Linked DNA regions of Mus musculus: region 2 is linked to region 1. A link is a contact called in public Hi-C data. All regions are on one chromosome and are shown on one strand. Each heading gives the region's core, a stretch centred on a gene start, on an enhancer-like site or on the middle of the called end of the contact. The rest is flanking DNA. Distances are from core to core; before and after follow the strand shown. Region 1 has its middle 74 kb from the start of Gm5087. Region 2 overlaps Synpr (synaptoporin).

What was found. A called contact is a pair of places that touch in the nucleus more often than the background predicts.
Region 2: a contact with region 1 is called in a Hi-C map of adipose-derived mesenchymal stem cells, with 2.2 times the contacts expected there. The contact joins two enhancer-like sites. A contact is called at or near these places in 6 of 484 Hi-C or Micro-C datasets (the MC38 cell line, adipose-derived mesenchymal stem cells, cortical neurons and 3 more) and 1 of 115 datasets of contacts at active chromatin or transcription factors (bone marrow-derived dendritic cells).

What each region holds. Positions count from the first base shown.
Region 1 is chr14:13,356,487-13,359,811 of GRCm38.p6, reverse strand. It overlaps a transcript of Synpr not described here. Among named protein-coding and RNA genes, the nearest start is that of Gm5087, 74 kb to the right of the region's middle. Within about 2 kb of position 1,466, at least 19 of the 459 cell types and tissues checked have an H3K27ac peak or open chromatin away from gene starts, as enhancers often do. A contact at or near this core is called in adipose-derived mesenchymal stem cells, where this site is marked.
Region 2 is chr14:13,550,064-13,553,117 of GRCm38.p6, reverse strand. The region is part of intron 2 of Synpr (synaptoporin); the gene reads right to left. Among named protein-coding and RNA genes, the nearest start is that of Synpr, 98 kb to the right of the region's middle. Within about 2 kb of position 1,772, at least 29 of the 459 cell types and tissues checked have an H3K27ac peak or open chromatin away from gene starts, as enhancers often do. A contact at or near this core is called in adipose-derived mesenchymal stem cells, where this site is marked.

The DNA.
Region 1 (3,325 bases), core at 217-2,716:
TGATTCAGCCTGCTTCTTTGCACTGTTGCTGTATCTGTACAATTGGAGTCTGGCCGGAGCTCATCTTGTACACATTTCCATCAACTAAAGTGAGTTTCTGTTTCATACAAGCAAGACACTAATGGGCACTATGACTTCCAAGGTAATAAAGAGTAGAGGTGGCGCTGGAGGTGAACCCAGAAGTCCAAACATGAAAGAGCTGGACTCTGAACTGCATCCAAAGCAAGATGGCTTCAAAGGCTGGGGCCATGGATGCTTTCCACAGTGATCACACCGTGGCAAAGAAGGGCAAAGACTTCAAAGAGAAAAGGGCATCTCTGCAGAAGAGGCATCAGCTGCCAACCTCAAATTTCAGGACGCATGGCACAGCAGCTGTCTGCTTTACTTTGCTGAAAGAGAATGGGGACATTCACAGGTGACCTCCAGCACAGTGCGCACAGTGAAGCCTTTGGTTGACATCTCCTGAAAATGTTATTCCATATAACATTTCTTATTTATTTGATTTTGTGTGTGCATATGTGCAGGGTGTTTCTCTCTCTCTCTCTCTCTCTCTCTCTCTCTCTCTCTCTCTCTCTCTCTCTCTCTCTCTTGCTGATTGTCTACCCAGTGGTGTCAACTTTCACCTTGGTCCTGCTGGGCACCTTGCTGATTTCTCACTCTACTGCAAACATTGCTTCTCCCGTTTCTAAAGCTGCTTACAGGTTTGTAGCAAAACAAATGTATTTTCCATTCAAAAAATAATAAAATGCAAGCTTCAATCTAGGATAGCCAACTTTAGAATCTGTTCTTACATTGCATATGGTATAGCCCCCTTAAAGAAGCCAAATATTTCCCATTTAAAGCACCAGGCAGCTCTACTAGTATGAATAGGAGATAATGTAAGAGGATCTAGAGCAGTGTGTTCAAGTTGGCTAACATTAGACGCTGCTCTAGCTAGTCTTGACTGTCCAGCTGATTGGACTTGGAGGTACCCAGAGAGCAGTAAAGTACAGGGAACTGGAGAAATATCAGCACTGAGTGTGGATGGAACTCTCCCATAGGAAGAGGGCAAGATGACAGAACCCTCTAACTGGAAATATTCTCTCCCACCCTGCCCCCAGCCTTTCTCTCCTCTCTTCCCCCCTCTCCTCCTCCTTCCTTCCTTCCCTCCCTCCTTCCTTCTCTCTATATTTCCTGGCCATCAGAGGTGAGCTGCCAAGACTCCCCCATGCCCTTTCTATGGAGATAGACCCAAGTGTCTAAAGATGGGAGCTTTGGAGCTTTGCAGGAGAAGCTTTGCCTTCTCCTGAGTTGTTTTTGCTGCGATTTTTCTCACAGCAGGGAAATACACTAATAGAAATAGCTTCATGCTGAGAGACTCCTGTGCACTAAATCCCAACCCATCACCATCCCTGTATTGTGCAGCTTGCCTCATTCACATAGCTGCCTGTGGGAACAGCTCAAAGTGGTATAAATGCAACTTTAGAAAGTAGAGGTTGGGTGAGGAGGGCTGGCTCTGTCGTGAGTCATGGACTTGCTGAGACCGGAATCATCCAGTGCTGCTGCCCTTGTTGTCATCCAGCTACAGGCAGATGTCCAAATGTCCACTCCAGTCTGTCATCCAGCTACAGGCAAATATCCAAATGTCCACTCCAGTCTGTGTGGACAAAGGCTTGGTAATTCACCAAAAATGTCTCACTAGCCACATAGTGGCTTCATGAGCAAAGCCAGGATTTCCAACTTAGAAGGTGGCTGAGGGCATCTTTCTAGTAGGCAGTCTCACTAGGTCTCAGTCACTGTGAGGAAAAGTGACTAAGATGTCTCATTACCTTCCCAGACAGACTTCTCAATTGCTAAGGTTGTAGCATCTTTTACTCCTTTAAAATGTCAGAACATTCTCTCTCTCTCTCTCTCTCTCTCTCTCTCTCTCTCTCTCTCTCTCTCTCTGTGTGTGTGTGTGTGTGTGTGTTTGCTTTTATTTTTAGTGTTGGTTTTTCAAGACAGGGTGTCTTTATTCATCCCTGGTTGTCTTGGATCTTGAATTCACAGAGATTTGCCTGCCTCTGTCTCAGGAGGGTTGGAATTAGAGACATGCATCATGACACCCTCCAAAATATTTTCTTTATGCTCTTCTAAACAGATTAGCACTTCCTAGACACACACAAAAAAATATTCTGTGGTTCTCTAATTCATCTTGTATATATTAGGTGCTTAATAAAATGTCGATCAACAACACAAAAGAAAGGGAGGTGTAGCTTAATAAAGAAACAATGTTGTTCATCACTGTAGTGCAGGACCTGGCGTGCTGCCCTGCACTGAGCAGATGCTGAGGAACTAGCCGAGAGTGCTAATAAGGGAATACATCATCTGCACAGACAAGTAGAGAGCCTGGATTGTAGTTAACCTAGACTGCCTTGAAGAGATTGCCCAACCCAAATGCATGGGATAATAACTTGCCAATTATAACTAAAATCACATGTAAAAAGAGAAGAGAGTTTGCCTGCAAACCTGGGTGCCTGAAGCAGTTTCCGGTCTGGCTGCCCATGATTCTGCTTTGTCCCATTAGCTTCCAGTTGCCTAGCAATGAATTCCCTTCTGGCTTCAGTTAGCAAGGGGGGGGGGGGTGTCACTCTGTTGCTTGCTGCTATGTAGTCCCAACAGTTAAGAGTTGTGCTTTCTCAGTAGACAGGAGTGGACTTCGCCCTTATAAAGCAAAGGTGGAGCCCTGGATCCATGGGTCTCACCCTTGACCTGCTCATCAGATGTCCTGATACAATCTGCATGTGAGGCAAACTGCTCAGGAGACTCTACAATGTCCTTTTGGGAATAACTCGAGGAGGGATGGCCAACATAAGATGTTATCTCTTGAATATAAATGGCACAATTGCATAGGTAAAGGAAATGATGGGTACCAGAAAAAGCCTGCTACTCATATGGTCAGGTGGTGGTCATCTCTGGCCACATTCTAAGCCTCTGACCTTAGTGACCACTGCAGTCTCACAGTATCGTTGCTCTTTCTACCCCAGGACCTTTGGACTTGCTGCCTCTCACTTACAATTTCCCCGAAAGTCCTCGCCTTCTGAGAACACTATACCACAGAGCCTGTTAAAAGCCCACACTGTGGTCGCAGCACCCCAGCAGGTGTTTCTATGTGATCAGGTCACTATGCATAAATCTAGCTTCCTGCTTCACCTTTCTTCCACACAACCATAACAGTTGGGGTGGGTCAGGCTCGCTATTTCCCTTTCTCAGTCCCTAGAGTTTCATTGCCAAAGCAGATTCTTGACAAATAATGTTGACTAAGTGGGTCCATGGGTTTTAGATACTCTCTGAACACCATCCCATA
Region 2 (3,054 bases), core at 523-3,022, 190 kb before region 1:
TAGTGCTGGAGTTACAAATAAATGTCACCAAGCCCAGCTTTTCCACAGGAGTTCTGAGGACTGATCTCAAGTCTAATGTGGGTGCCACAAGCACTTTACTAACTGAGCTATCTCAGCCTATATACTTTTATTACATAATGATATGATCAAAACATACCTTACTTTTAAAGAAAGATGTATTATCATATTTTAAGCTATATGGATATGTATAAATATGATGTATTTCATGATATTTCACGATGATTATCATGTTGTAAGGGTGTTCTTCAGAGAGCTACATAATGAAGATTATATAACAGTTCCACAAATGATTCATCGGTGAATATTTTGAATATTTCATACTAATTTCTCAGATTGATGCCATGTTATTATTGATATATCAGATTGTCAGAAAGTTTCTAAGTCCCCAAAATGCTTAAAACCTTTGTCACTTTGATGACTGATGTACACTGGAAATAAGAACTATATTTTAAAGAGTTCACATTTGTGGTATTTCATTGCAATCCTTCACCGAACCACTATTAGCCACATTTACTCTAATCCCAGGGTTCACATGGGGACAAGAGTCAAGCACCAGTCTAGTCAATGACATGTTATTTCCAAAACACCAGTGCACTTCCAACCCTAAGACACAGGGTGTTGGCTTTCATTTTCTACCCATTGTAAAGTTATATTTTTGAAAAATTTCCATCAACTTGAAGGGCTATGGAAATAATCTCTATTAGCCATTTGCCTATGACAAATGCCGTGTCTCTTTTGTTTGCTCATTTGCTTTGGAGCTGAGACTCAAACCCAGAGTCCTATGTGCTCTAGCACCATTACATCATCCAAAGCCCCTTTCTTCATCATTGAAGCCTCTCACGTTCTCTAAAGAAAGAGATGTACCAGCCTCTCAATGTCTTTCCATTAGGGCCAGGTATGTTTATGGGAACAGTGTAATTCATGACTAGAGATCCTATTAATGATTAATATGTAAAATACTGTAATTCTAAATTAAATGGTAAGCATTGTTAATAAAGTTGATTTTCAAAATCCAAATGCTTTTGTAAAGTTTCAAAGGCCTAGATGTCCTCTATCATTCAGGGTTGTACCCAAAACCATTTAACATAGCTCACAAGAAAATTCTGAATTATTTTGCCTATTTCTTTGCTATAGTCACACCCAGTGTTTTTTTTTTTTTCTTTCTTTTCCTAGAAAATAATACACCCACTCTCAAAACATCCGATGCCCTTGAACCTTCCATGTCCAGCTTTCTGCCTTTGTTCAGGTCTCAGCTCAAATGTATCCCTATCTGAGAGCTCTTTTTTGATCATCCAGGCTAAAAACCACATCTCTGCCATGGCCACACTCCAGTCCACCATGCAGCTCCATGACATCTATTGCCCTGTCCCTGTCTGAGTATAACCTACTGATTGTGAAAATGTGTTTTGCTTTTCTCTTGCACTAGACTGAGAGCAGTACACAAGAACATGGATCCTGTTTTGTACATCTTTATTACTGAGAATCTAGTTATTTTAGTTTGTGGTAAATAGTCAATAAACATTTGTTAAGAGAGGGAGGAAGGAAAGAAGGGAGAGAGTTCATTAGATTCTTAAAAGGTCTATTTGTCTGGAAGTAAATCCTGAAAGTAGTGTCTATGTGTTCTACCAAAAGAAAGCAGGATTTGGAAGTGAAGCAACTTGATGAGTCATACAGCGAAAGATGCACACTCTCAGCTTCCTGCTGTGGGTTCACTGGATTCCTGCCACTACATTTCCCCATTCAGAGAAATCCCTACTGGTCCCGAGAGAAGACACAAGCCCAAGAAGTAAAAGGTGGAATTCCCCCTCTCAGCTGGTGACACGTCTAGAGAAGCTCCTTAGGAACCTGCTCTTCAGACTTTCTCAGTGATGTGAGCCCATGGACGCTGTAGTCTCACTGCCACCACACTGGGCATTATGGTAATTGTTACAGAGTTCATCATTAGCAACATGGAGATGATTTCTTCTATCAGAGTTTTGTTCTAAGGCAAGGAGGTACCTGGATGATCTATTCCAAAAAACAGCAGTCAATGTTAGGAGGAAGACTTTATAGGGTGTAAGCCAGTCTAGGAGTCCCCCGGGAGACCTTAACTTTAGTTGAAGTGTAGAGCAAAGTTTAGTGTCAAGTATGAGAGTGTGAGGAACTGTTTTACTTGACACTAAACTTTGCTCTATAATTCAACTAAATATCAGGTCCTCTGAATGGAGGACCCTAGGCTGGCTTAAACCCTATAAAGTCTCCATCCTAACACTGACTGCTCTGGGCCTGGAGTAAAGTATGTGAATGAAGTCCATAGAAAATTTGTCATTGTTGATAACTGTAAAAGAGATGGTGATTGGGTATTGTTACTGGCTTTTGTGCTAGCCACTGTGCCCTGTGCCCCTGAATGCTGAACTCTCTACATCCCTATGACAGCCATGAGAAGACAATCACTGTTATCCTTATTCTACAAATGAGAACACTTGACGCTGAGCACACAGGAAGCTGACAACACTCGTTTGTCTAGAGAAGATTTAAATGTGAGGCTCTTCCTCCCACATCTGCCACATGTGCAGATGCTCTTTCAGGCCAGGTCCTGTGGAATTTCTTCTCAGACATTCATCTGAACCAATTTCTTATATGCCATATGGTGAGGGATTGTATAGATTTTCAGGATAGTTGATGATGCATGAGAAACTGGTTCACTAAGAATCCATTGACTACTCAGAAAGACACAGTATACTCAAGGGAAGAACCAAAGTCCTTCTGCCCGTGTTTGAAGCAGAGGCTGACTTTCAATTACAAGGCCAAAAAAATGCAGGTACATGGGTGTATTTGTGAGCATAAGTCCATGTGCCTGTGTTAGGGTCCTTTCTCCAAAGCTTTTCATGGAAATATTCTAGAAAAGAAAACAATGTCAGCAAAAGTATTACTTAACTAGGAAGAAATGGTTTTCTTGTTAATTTAGCTTTAGTTGGAACTGACCTGGAAATTCTGGGAGATATCCATATTGCCCCTAAGATATATCTTTTTCTTGAAAAGGTATTAAAGTGA